Linked DNA regions of Mus musculus: all the other regions are linked to region 3. Evidence: chromatin contacts called from public Hi-C and HiChIP or PLAC-seq data. All regions are on one chromosome and are shown on one strand. Each heading gives the region's core, a stretch centred on a gene start, on an enhancer-like site or on the middle of the called end of the contact. The rest is flanking DNA. Distances are from core to core; before and after follow the strand shown. Region 1 has its middle 110 kb from the start of Gm13990. Region 2 overlaps Gm13990 (a long non-coding RNA gene). Region 3 has its middle 250 kb from the start of 2810405F15Rik.

Evidence for each region. A called contact is a pair of places that touch in the nucleus more often than the background predicts. HiChIP or PLAC-seq counts read pairs in DNA pulled down with a chosen protein or histone mark.
Region 1: an H3K4me3 HiChIP or PLAC-seq map of embryonic basal ganglia shows a contact between it and region 3, with 3 times the contacts expected there. The contact joins two enhancer-like sites. A contact is called at or near these places in 1 of 484 Hi-C or Micro-C datasets (embryonic stem cells), 1 of 115 datasets of contacts at active chromatin or transcription factors (embryonic basal ganglia) and 1 of 9 other capture datasets (embryonic trunk).
Region 2: a Hi-C map of ganglionic eminence shows a contact between it and region 3, with 2.8 times the contacts expected there. The contact joins two enhancer-like sites. A contact is called at or near these places in 1 of 484 Hi-C or Micro-C datasets (ganglionic eminence) and 4 of 115 datasets of contacts at active chromatin or transcription factors (embryonic basal ganglia, embryonic forebrain, forebrain and 1 more).

Annotation. Positions count from the first base shown.
Region 1 is chr2:116,767,421-116,771,854 of GRCm38.p6, forward strand. No RefSeq gene overlaps it. Among named protein-coding and RNA genes, the nearest start is that of Gm13990, 110 kb to the right of the region's middle. Within about 2 kb of position 1,396, at least 10 of the 459 cell types and tissues checked have an H3K27ac peak or open chromatin away from gene starts, as enhancers often do. A contact at or near this core is called in embryonic basal ganglia, where this site is marked.
Region 2 is chr2:116,810,425-116,814,525 of GRCm38.p6, forward strand. All of the region lies in intron 3 of Gm13990 (a long non-coding RNA gene), which reads right to left. Among named protein-coding and RNA genes, the nearest start is that of Gm13990, 66 kb to the right of the region's middle. Within about 2 kb of position 2,792, at least 15 of the 459 cell types and tissues checked have an H3K27ac peak or open chromatin away from gene starts, as enhancers often do. A contact at or near this core is called in ganglionic eminence, where this site is marked.
Region 3 is chr2:116,319,787-116,324,071 of GRCm38.p6, forward strand. No RefSeq gene overlaps it. Among named protein-coding and RNA genes, the nearest start is that of 2810405F15Rik, 250 kb to the left of the region's middle. Within about 2 kb of position 2,460, at least 8 of the 459 cell types and tissues checked have an H3K27ac peak or open chromatin away from gene starts, as enhancers often do. A contact at or near this core is called in embryonic basal ganglia and ganglionic eminence, where this site is marked.

The DNA.
Region 1 (4,434 bases), core at 146-2,645, 450 kb after region 3:
GCACCAAAAAGTAATCAAACATGCTTTAAATGTGGTTTAAAATGCAAAAAGAGGGAAAGAAGATTTGAAAATGCTTTCAGGGCTTTACCATCTGGTTGTTTATTTTTAATTTGGGTGATCAGCTATGATTTTGGTATTGTGTTCTTAAGCAGAAAACTACCTAAGTGAGAAGCAATCGCACGTCTCTGGCCACTCGGGCTGCTAGTTCAGCTTATATAGGCTGAGGGGCTAAATGGACATGAAAAACAACTGTTTCAGGCCCATTAACATTTCTAACTTTAAAAATGAGCGCCTCTCCGGTGTGCACCGATTATGAGCTGCCGTCTGTTAAAAATGCAGCACTCTAAGCAAAAACACTGCACATTTACTCTCCCTTTCATTAGACGTTAATGATTACCCTGACATTTCTCATTTAATGTTAAAATTCATTTGCGAAGAATATTCCCACAAGCAAAGACCAACTCTTCCATCCCCTCTTGTCACACTCAAATCTGCATCGTGAAAGAGAAATAAATAAAGCGCAAGAAAAGCTTTGAAAAGACGCATGAATATCTGGAACCATGGCCCAGAATTTCTACACAAATGATTAACCATTTCCTATGCATGTCAAAAGCAAATGCAACATGCCTTAAAACTAAAATGAACAATCAGGTCCTGGGGGCTCCACTCCAAAGAGCTGAATCATGAAAATGCCATTTCTGGGTCTGGTTGAATGTTTCAGGGGAAAACAACCTAGTACAGAACTAAATCACTGTTTTGGAAGGAGAGAAGAAATAACAAAGGAAATGGGGTTGAGGGGAACAAGAAAGGGGCAGGGGAGATGATACGATTTATATAGGACACAATTTCTCATCCTGGTATGCTTTCAAACTTGTATCAACTCTATAAAGTATCACACTACGATTTACGTCAAAAGAACTGGGAATTAACTTAAACGCTACTTCTGTAATTAAAGGACAGCATCGACGGTGAAGCTCATGCAAACACAACTGCTTTGGAGGTTGCTGAGGTACACGATTTTTGTTTTCTGCTTAAAACAAATGTTAACTTTTTCCCCCCCTATCAAAATCCTAAATGGCTTTTTGACAGGTTTGTTATGGTTAATTAATTACTTTCATTTGCACTAAGCTGTATACTTGAAGATGAATAGTCCAAGATAACAAGGCCAGCCTCTGAGAGGGAGACCTTTAGCGGTCCATGCAGTCTGCTGCCTCATTACAGAACTAGCTATCTGCAGGAAGCCTGACTTTGAAAGGTACGGCCCATCCCATAACACCCTCCCCTAACTGAGATGATTGTAGCCTCTTCCGAAAAGTAATGATTAGGAGAGAGAAAAGCAGAACGGAATGCCGTATGAATATTTCATGTAAATGAAAGCAGGCACTTAGCGCCGTGCATCTTGATTGACGCTGGAGTGCCTCTAAACGCCTTGACATTGAAGGGTTCCAACTCCCCTTTCCTCGATGACTACTTCAAGAGCGGCACTTAATAGAGGGATACGACCATGTTTAGCTGAAGGGCTCTTTATTACCGGCTGATACTAAATAAGACCACAGGCCTCGGGGTAGCATAAGCGAATCCTAGATGGAGACCCCTCAGACAGAACTTTAAGTGAGATGGGATGGTTTCGTTCGGGGTTTTGTTCTCTCTCACTGGAACAGCACTGTTCGTTTGACTTTTAACCCCTTTCAGGAGAAAGCTAAACAATTCAAATTGCTGTGGAGGGAGAAGGCTCAGGAAGCAAACATACTAAGGAAGAGGCAGCCACATATGTGACATCCGGGCATCCTTTATGAACGGTAGTGGCAGTAGTCAAAGAGGAGAGCCTTCATTACTAGGTTAGGGGTTTTTGTTTTGTTTTGTTTTTGTTTGTTTGTTTGTTTGTTGTGTGTGTTTTAAGATTAAATTTTATTTTTCACTATGGTTTGGTTACATGCATGTAGTACCCACAAAACCACAAGAGGGAGTCAGAGGCCCTGTGTTAGTCACCAGACAGGATGCTGGAAATTGAACTCAGGTCCTCTGCGAGAGCAGTAATGTTCTTAACCATTGAGCCATGGCTGCAGAACTCCCTTCAGATATTTAAGTTATTACATGAGTTTTGGGAGCTATGATTGTCTTTAAGATCAGTTGTGCTTTTCTAAAAAAAAAAAAAAAAACCGTCCCTGTTACAAGTTCCATCTTCCCCTCTAACAGAAATACCTCTCAGGCAATTGAAGGGGGATAATTCCAAAATTTGAATTATTGGTGGCTGAGATCAAGCTTTATAAACAGGGTTCTATGGAAGAGATGAGGAAAAAAGCAGCAGCTGGCTCACTGGTACCACCACAAAGCCCTCTTCCACTGTTGGAATGTCAGTTTGTCCACAAAGGAATTTATGGCCCCGCCTTTGGCAGAACACAGGATTTTAACATCTGTTAGTTATCCCTTCTCAAGCCCTCAGGTGCTGACGGGTGAATAAAATTGCTATGAGCTGTGACCATCAGTGAACTCTGTGTGTGTCCAAGAGGTCAGTGCCCATCTCCTGACTGAAAGCTGAAGTGCCCAGTGCCAAATGCCACTTCTTATCTGTAAGAGCCTCCCAACCATAGCAATGGAAGGATGGAAGAACACAGGTGGAAAGGTATTCCACTCTCTTAGAGGCTTCTGGTGTGCTTTACAAACCGATTCTGCAAAGAAACTGACTATATGAAACTCAATAACTAAGTTTATACTTGGCTAGTATCCCTTGTCTTCTGACCCCAGTCAAGAGCTCTTAGGAGCCATGTAAGCAGATAGCTCGTATTTACCCAGGGGCAAGATAGGACTGAGGAATATAGAAACACATGGGTATGGGTGCAAGCACTGAGAATCTGCAGTGCTCTCTAGTCACCTGAGTCTGTGTCGCTCAATCAGAGACCTGGGAAATCAGTAAGCCCACCTCCCGATCAAATAAGAAACTTGCCAAAAAAGAAAAAAAAAGAAAAATCACATGCTTGAGGAATTGTAAAATCACTGTCAGGTTTTAGACAGGCCCCGTAGCCTTCCTTACTTGTTTTAGTAAAATTATATCATCAGTGTACTTTATAAAAATTTTACATGGATTCGTTCAGATACATTTAATCATTAATAATTTCTCTGTTGTGCTATAATACCATGGATACTTCTTAATACTTGAAAGTATCAATGCATAGCTAGCCATTCCTTATACTTTTGGTTGTGAGCCTAGCCTTTAATGGCTGAGCCATCTCTCCAGCCCAGCTAGCCATTTCTTTTTTTTTTTTAATTAGGTATTTTCCTCATTTACATTTCCAATGCTATCTCAAAAGTCCCCCATACCCTCCTCCCTACCCCCCTACCCACCCACTCCCACTTTTTGGCCCTGGCGTTCCCCTGTACTGGGGCATATAAAGTTTGCAAGTCCAATGGGCCTCTCTTTCCAGTGATGGCCGACTAGGCCATCTTTTGATACATATGCAGCTAGAGTCAAGAGCTCCGGGGTACTGGTTAATTCATAATGTTGTTCCACCTATAGGGTTGCAGATCCCTTTAGCTCCTTGGGTATTTTCTCTCCAGCTAGCCATTTCTTAAAGAACAGTATACAGTAACATACTTCATGTAAATTTACAATTCATACTCTCATATTGATTATACCAACAAGCCTGTCTAGAATTTTTGGGAAGCAGTTTTCCACTATTTTAGTATATGGTTAACTATGATTAAACCTCGTGTCTTAACTGACAAGTTTACAAATATGGTGAGCCATAGAGCAGTCTCTAGCTTCCGCAGTTAGTCTCTGAGGTCACTGCAGGTTTACAGATATGGTGAGCCATAGAGCAGTCTCTAGCTTCCGCAGTTAGTCTCTGAGGTCACTGCAGGTTTACAGATATGGTGAGCCATAGAGCAGTCTCCAGGTTAGTCTCAGAGATCACTGCTCATTGTCTCTCATTTTAGTCACTGCAAAATCTTACTAAATACCTGCTATGTGCCAAGCTCCTGTTTCAATCCTGGGGTTGTCTATGATCACTCAGAGCCAGTCTCTAAGTGATCCCCCACCCCTGGGACACCATCTTCTCTAAGTTGTCCAATCAAATACACCCAATGGCCATTCAGAGACAGAGTTTAAGAGCTGGCCTTAGGCTTGCTTAGTTTTCCCCCATATGGTCTGCATATGGCTTCCAAGCAAGGTCTTTATGTGAAACTTCAGACACAAGGATGCAGTGACTTTTCAAATGACATTAGCACTGTAAGACAGAACAAAGAAAGTCCCAAGGTTCTGCTGGCTTTCAGTGACTTTACAAAGCCTGACAGGAACACATGTGGCACTCAGAGTCATGAGAAGCAGCAAGAGAAAACTACATGAGATGTTTAGGCAATGACAAGTCGCAGGTCTTGGAGGCCATTGTTACTGTTATTAAAATTAAACAGATTTAATCTAACATTCCACGGGCAGTC
Region 2 (4,101 bases), core at 1,542-4,041, 490 kb after region 3:
GTGCAAAGCCAGCATCTTGTTCTAAATTCTCTTTACTGTAAAGGCAGCACCGTAAGAAAAGCATCTGCCATTGCTTGTTTCTTTGCCTTTTGTGGTGTTGGAATCCAACCCAGAACCTAAATGGGTGCTAAGAACAAGCACTGACACAGACCTGCCTCCACTTAGAAGTCGGACGCTCACTGACCATGGACTCTGGTCACATAATTCCAGCTCCTGACGCTTAGTTTGCCCCTTCATAAAATGGAGATAATTTTATATGCTTGAGAATTAACAACGTTGCAACTACCATGTCTAGTGCAACCACTACATCTAGACCTTTGTGGCTTTTATGTGAAGCTGACCTAAATCCTCACTAAAAGAGGATGGGGGTGGGGAGTGAGGATGCTGGGGGGGGGAGGGGCAAAAGAGAGAGGAGGGAGAGGAGGATGAGCAAAAAAGGAAGGAGGAGATGAACACGGAGGCAGATGACATTTGACAAGACCTCTACTGAAAGCAGACTGGCTTTGCTGTCCAGACAGTTCACTGTCAACTTGTATCTGAACAGAACAATTTTTCAGATTTATCTGTCCCGGTCTTTTTTATTTCCTTCCAAAAACATGACACCTTGGAGGTGGGGGAAGGACTAATCAAACTACAATGTGTTTTAATTATCATTTAAAAGCTGGTAAGAAAGAGAGAAGAAAAGAAAGTATCTTGTTACTTCTTCCTAGACCTTTTCTATGGGGAAAAATTTAAAGACTAATACAAAGCCAAATTAGCCCGTAGGGGGAGACAAAAGTGAGATATAAAGATTATATATATATATATATATATATATATATATATATATATATGTGTGTGTGTGTGTGTGTGTGTATATGTGTGTGTATATATATATATATATATATATATGCATGTATATATATGATATGTGTGTATGTGTGTACACATATGTGTATAAATGTGTATATAATATATACATATATGTGCATATATACACATATATGTTTGCATGATTTATACATATATGTATATATTTTATTGCATTTAGAAATATATATAACACATTTTATTTCACATATATGTGCATACATATCACATTTATATAGGATACATATTTTATATATGAAAATGTATACTGTATGTATATATATTTTATATATACATAAAAAAAAGAAAATGCCATACCATGCAAAGTGTTTTTGCATTTGTGACAACAAAAGAAACATTTTCTGCACAAAAATGCATATTTACATCCATGTATACATAAATACATACATACATAAGTACATGCATACATTTATATATATGTGCATTCATAGCACACTAACAGAGGAAAAAACATGCTTTTTCCTCTGCCCAACTTATAGAGTTGCAGCTCTGACCTCAAGTAAAGGCAGTCTCTTGGCCTGGCTGACTGTCTCTCCAGGCAGAGGGTCAGTGACAAGGCTCTGGAGCCTTAGTTGAACCCCATTGCACTGAGTGGCCTAGTGTCAGTTTGCTTTTGTGGAGACACTGAGAATAAATGGGTTGGGAAGCTCACCATCTATATCATGTGCAATAAATTATACTTTGCTGAAATGTTGCCTCGCTAAAATATGCTAAGAAAGCTGTGAACAATATTTACAAATAGTTCAGATGTCACAACAAAACACCCACCACTCACGCAGTCTCACACTTTGCTATGATAAACGTGGTAATAGAGGGTACCCTGTTCAACATTAGGGAAATATTCTTTACTGAGAAATAATTGGGGGGAGTTCTTTAAATTGATAGAAAATCCTCTCTCTCTCCCTCTCTCCCTCTCTCCCTCTCTCCCTCTCTCCCTCTCCTTCCCTCCCTAAGAGTCTGCTTTCTCACCTGGCCTGGCAGCTGGCTTACTCTGCTCCCCACCCCTGCTCACACAACAGGCTCTAGTATCTCTATTTGGATACATGATTCATTTCTTGAGAAGGCAGCAAACTTTGTTTCTTGAGGTCCTGAACCACTAAGCAGTTTCAACACTTGTGCAAACTAATGAATGTTGTATCACTTTGGGAAAGGAATGACCTCAGCCAGGTCATTTACCCCACCCCCACAACCCCCACTACCCCCACCCACCCCCAAGCCAATTGACCTAGCTGAGGACAACACTGGCTAAAGCAGATGTGCTCACTGGGGGGAATGCTGGAAATGGAGATGTCTCCTTAGCCTGTAAGAAGAAACACAGAGAGGGATCTCCATTTTCTCACAGTCTGCCCACTGGGACATCCCATTTAATTTTAAGGCAAGGCAAACCTGAGAAAGAGCTGTGTCTCCAGCATACTATCTGGGAACAATGTCTATCTGCTGGGAGGAAAAGAACAAACCAAAAAACAGTCAGTGTCCAAGGGAAGGATATCCCAAGTAGGCTTAAACAGTGTCTCAAGCTAAGTGAGAGACAGACGGCTTCCCCCAGTTTATAGGAGGGATCAGAAGTGGTACACCGAGAGGATTCAAAAGTTTTTCTATTCAACTGTTCTTGACTTCGTTTATAAATAAACATGAACTGCCATACGCTGGTGTTCAGGACATCTTGTACTACACCTTCTTAACACGTTTTGCCTATACAGAGAATCAATTAAATTGTGTGTGTGTGTGTGTGTGTGTGTGTGTGTGTCTGTGTGTGTGTGTGTGTGTAATGATGAGCATATAAAATGAATCACTTTTTTTTTCCAAAGAGGAAATGAAATGTTAAAGGAAGGCCTCTGGTTTGTTAGCTCACTAGCAGCTGTTCTGCGGCTTACAAACCAAAACCTCTGTTATTGGATGCCGTGGGTGGTGCTTAGTTAAACTGACCCTGCACTCAAAACCTGAAAATGAAGCTTTGGTTCCTAATGGGCCCTGCTGCTGGCCCCGCCCCCTCAGCTGCCTTTTTGGCAGAGCAAGTACAGCCACGGAGGAGAATCAGGTGGAAAATAAATATGTTTACTTACTATCAAAACACCTTTCAAGTCCAATACACATTTTTGTTCTATTAATGCCAACACAAATGTGCAGGCACTGTAGCTGGGGTCGCTTTAAAATATAGCTAGACAGAACGATTAAAATAATCTGCTTTCCCTCTGCCAAATTCCTGCCTGTGGGGAGCAATTAAACCTGCCTTCTGCACGTTCAAATACCGAATGGGAAGCGAATGTTGCATCTTTGCTACTTAGACAAGTGTAATTCCGATGGAAAGATTTATCAACAACTCACAGGCAGTTCCAGGGTTTGGTTTTGTTTGTCAAACAGCACACTCTCACGCTGCATCTGGACTCTGTTACACACTCGTGGGACAGGAATCCCCAGAGAGGGGTGCTCACTTGGGCCAGTGAGCAAACAAGTAAACTCACACAGAGAGAAGGCAGCTTTAAACAAATAAACCCCTCTGTTTGAGACTAAACATGTGTAACACTAGCCAAAACTACAATCAAACAACCAAAGAGCAATGTTATTACGGCTCTAGAGCAAGTCAACGTGAAACTGAATCACCGATGCCCGTAAATGGAAATTTTACAGGTGAATTTATTCTTCTGACACCATGAGAAATGACCAAAGGTTTGCTATATGATTTGTTTTTATAAGTCAGTATTTAAGGGTATCTGAAGTTAATAACAGAATGACAAACTCTGAGTGAAGGGTGATTCTATAAAATTTGGTGCTGGATGTTTTTAACTTTTAGGTCTACTTTCTTTTTCTTCTCCATTCCGAATTTCCTGTGCACAGGCTTGTGATTGCTAGACGAGAAACAGTTGACCCTGTGATCTCTCTGCCCCAGTTATGAGTGTCCACGCCACTGCCTGCCTCGACTGATCTCTCTGGTGTGACATTTCAGCTTTGGCCTGTGTCCTCATCAGCCTCTAAGCCAGACTCTAGGCAGTGGTCTTTCTGGGACACAATTAAACTCCTAGTTAACTACTAAGTTGCTCAGTGCTGGAGCAGGTCACAACTAAATGCCCAGCCCCACCCCCACCCCCACCCCCATCCCCTACACCACACTCCCCACACCACACCCCCCATGCCCCCCAAACCCCCTATGTCTTTCTTTTTGCTTCAAACAAAGCAGATGTCTTACATTCTGTGGGGCTGTGTGTAATCTATTTTGGCTTTGCAATTAAGCAA
Region 3 (4,285 bases), core at 1,210-3,709:
GTGTGAGATAAGAGTTTAAGATGGTTGATATTGCAAACAAACTCTACTATGCCCATGGCCCTTCAAGTTTTCTCCTAGCCAGTCCCCGTTAGCATGCCTGAGTGGAGAGGGAAAGGTGTTTTTCCAGAAGCAAACCTTGGTTACAACGTTCCTGCCCTTTCGGCTCTTCCCCCAGCTTTCCTTCCCTGGAAGTCTCCCATGGAATCTCATCAGTGTGACAGCCTCCTTCCGAGTGGCACTGAGTGTATCTTGCCAATGGTGCACGGAGGATATAAGCTCATAACTCCCATTAGCATTAATGGGAGTTATCCGCTTAAATCCCCTTACATCGATTAGAGAATAGGCCCCTTTTGATTTTAGCAATCTTTCCTGTGAGGATTTCCCTTGTGTCTAGTATGGGCATATAAATGGCCATTTTATTGTATTAAATATGTATCACATCCATCATGTTTAATGCTGTGCTGTGATGGAGGCTTCTCAGTTCTGGGATCAGTTCGGAAAATATTTAAACTTGGCAAGCCAAACAAGCCTCGGTGGGACAGGCCTAGGGGACATTCAGGGCAACATTATCTACCACTTATGCTTGATTTAAAAAAAATGAATGCACACACACACACACACACACACACACACACACACAACTGAAATGATGTAGGGACAAGGTGTGGACAACATTGTTTTCTACTAAATTACAGGCTTCTCATATTCATTAGCAGTGACTTGGCAGTCACTCAGCAGAGAAAATCTGTGTTTAAAGCAGGAGCAAGGGAAGTGTCACTGCTTGACACTCACCTGAAGCTGTGGCTTGTTGGTTCACAGCCACACAAGTACAACCAAAAGAGGTAAGCTTGTGTTCTGACCTAAGATGAGCACGTGGAATGAAAACTGCACCATCACACCTCCTTCATCATGGCTTCCCATAGAGATGCAAGGTAGAAAGAGCACTGTTCCCCCTTGACATTATGACCTGATCCTGGGGGGAGTGGTTGTTGCAGGCTGCAGACACAACTTACTAGCAGATTCTTTTTATTTCATCTCCAATCAGGCCTGCCCTCTGCCAGCTATTCACATGCCCTCTCACTCCCAATTTTAGGACACTGGTCCTCTTTCGCCATATCCTCTTGCTAACACAGAAAGTAGCTTTGCAACCTGACCATGGCATCTGCTTCTCACACTTTGTGTGTTGAAGTATCTGATCTTAGGCAAGCTACTCATCCTCTCTCACCTCAGTTTCATTCTCTGTGAAGTGGGGAAACAGCCTGCATGTTTGCTTCAGTGTTGTGTCCAGGATAACAGGAGATGATGATTTCATAGCCCAAGCTCAGTCTCCAGCATTCACTCTGTCCTTGGTAGACATTATCAAGTTCCTGTGAGATTGTTACAAAGAAGGTTTGGAAGCCTGTGCAGGTTATCAACACCATGGGTGGCATTTTTTACCCTTCTGCCACATGAATGAGCCTACAGTCAGGGCGATGTCACCGATGCAAAGCATCCCAGAAGGTAAGAGGAAGGTGCCTATTTCCCCTCTCTATCTTCAATAGTCACTTACATTTTACACAGTGGAAAGAGGGTTGGAGATACTACTCCAACAGCTCGACTCCAAACGCAGACTCCTTTTGGGGAGTAAGCAGGTCATGTGGAGCAGTTGCTGCACACATTGAGATTTGCTGATCATGGGAAACACACTTGATCTGGCTAATACCAGAAAGCGCTCTTGAATATAGAAATGCTACGTATCTATAGCTTCCTGTCTTGGGGAGACACCTGGTATCCCCCAACTCCCGCTGAATGTACTTACACATAGCACATCAGATGATAACTAACAATGTGGCTGAATTCACTGTAATGGTTCATGGGAGATTATATAGACATGTTTCTCAAGGACATTTTAGTGTGTTGTCTCCTTATATACACTAGATGGGGTGACTTCCCTAGGGTCTCTAAGAGAATGTTGGCTGGCTGTTCCATGCCCCTCCTGATTCTGTACTGCCTCTTTCAGAATTAATTGACTCTCTTTTTAATCAGCTGGACAGAAAGGTGTCTTTTTTATTCTGTTTTTTAAGAGGAGAAACACATTCAATTCACACTTAAACATATTTCACAGCTCTAGCATCACGATGTACTAAAAAAAAAAAAAAGTCCCCCTTGGCCTTTTCCATCTTTATTTCTCTTCAGGGCTTTCAAAATGAAAGGAAACATCCAACCATGTCCAGCAAGCCACACCAGACAGCATTACCTGCTGGAAATTGGTGACATTTACAGAGAAGGGATGTTAGGAGGACATTCAGGGGCTTATTTGTTAAGATTAACGGGGACGGATTATTAAAGATCTGGTTTTTCATATGTATACATGTGAGTGTGCAAAAATGGGGGCTGCGGGTGGGGGAGAGAGGCAGGGTTTAGGAAGACAAAGGCCTAAGGCAATTTACATTAGGGCTTACAATGGTTCTGTGGCAAGCATGCAGAACTAACTGGGTTTAGATTAAGGCGGTCTAATTAGTGTCATGTCAAACTGGCAGTGATCATAAGACAAGAGAGAGGTCACTCTTGTCATCTTCTTGGTCTTCTGCCCTTAAATATAGAGCCGCATAAAGTACAATCTCCTCCTTGTTAATGGAAGCAGAATATGTATAATCTGCACATGAAATGAAAAGAAAATGTGTAAGGAAATTTCTTTTTCCCATTTCCTCGTCAGGAGCTGTGAATTTTAGTGCGAATTAAAGTAAGGCTAATTCTGCAGTCATCTTCTGACCTGTCAGGGTGGCTGTCACCCTCACGTCTCTCAACGCCCGTCTTTAGCTTCTTCTTGCTGAGTGCAGCCTTTGCCGACTGACAGAAAAATACCGACCATGACAAGAAAAAAGAACATAATGTCCTTTTCACCCATCACTACGCAAAATTGCTCAATCTTTACTGACATATTATTATACATTGTTTCTCTGGAAAAGCACTCGCTTTCTTTTCTATATGAGAAGTACAAAACTTTCAGGAGACAAGAAACTGTTCTTTAGAAAAGATTAAAGCCTGTAATTATTTTAAATTGTCTATTAATATGCAATATGTTGCCCTTTAATATGAATAAGGTGTAGTGAGGCGCTTGAGTCATTAACAGTGTGCCCACTCGCGCCGCTGCAGCTAAAGATCTGTCACTTCTTTTATTATGGGCTAAAAAGCAACATGGTAGGATCAGCTGCAGTGTTTTGAGAAGACTGTCCCAAGCTTGGAATAAAATATTTAAAAATTTGTTGGAGACTAGGTGGAAAACCACCCAACTGCCCATAAACCAAGTCAATAAATAGGACTGGAAGTAATAAGTCAAGACATTCATTCCCTCCCGACCTTCGCTTCTTTTTTCCTGGAAAAAGGAAAAATCTTATCCTAATCTATAAGAAACATAAGAAAATGTCACTTATACCAAGAGAGAAAATTAAAGCATCAAAGAAGCACACAGACCCACAAGAGAATGTGCACATCCACAGAGTCCACTAAACACAAACGTAATGAGTGTCCGTGTGCAGCCTCCGGCCTCACTAGCAGCAACATCTCTCCAAGCCACCTGTACCATCAGTACCTCAGATTTCCAGAGTCAACTGACTCTACCTAGGTGCAGGGGAAGTGGGCTTCGGCAGAGCATCCTTGTGGCTGTTAATTCCTTTTCCTTTGATGAGCCGTATACTCTCAATAATTTTGGACAATTACTTTAGGTCCTAGTAGGCTCTTGTTTGGAGAATAATATGGAGATCAAGTACTCCCTATAAATAATTAACCAATAGACACAGGAAATACTCAGAAACCCTGGTGTTTATTTCAAGAGGTTCAATCTGAGGTCCATAAATACACTTTGCTCATTTTCCTAACTCACTACATTTTTGGATTATTACATCTATTATTTTTATTTTTTTTAACCAAGGGAAGTTTGTGTTTTTCATTGTATGACATTTCTTTGAAAAATCTTTCTTGTCTAGATATGGACCTTAATGCATTATGCAAAACCCAGGGATTTTGATTTTTGACATCGCATACACTCACAGTATATTCTAAGGGGAGACATTATATGCTAACTTCTTGTGAAATCCTGTAGCAGCTGTTTGGTTAATATAATATGTTGAAAAATATTTATGTAGCTTGTTTTCTTTTCTGTCAACCCCAGTATCTTATGAAATTTTTTTTCAAATGGCCAGTAGCTAAAGTAGTGACTTTAGTTTGACTTAATATTATGCCACATTGACAGATGAAAACCCCTTCTAAAAATGTCATTTGAGTGCTCGACTAATTTGCATTTAGC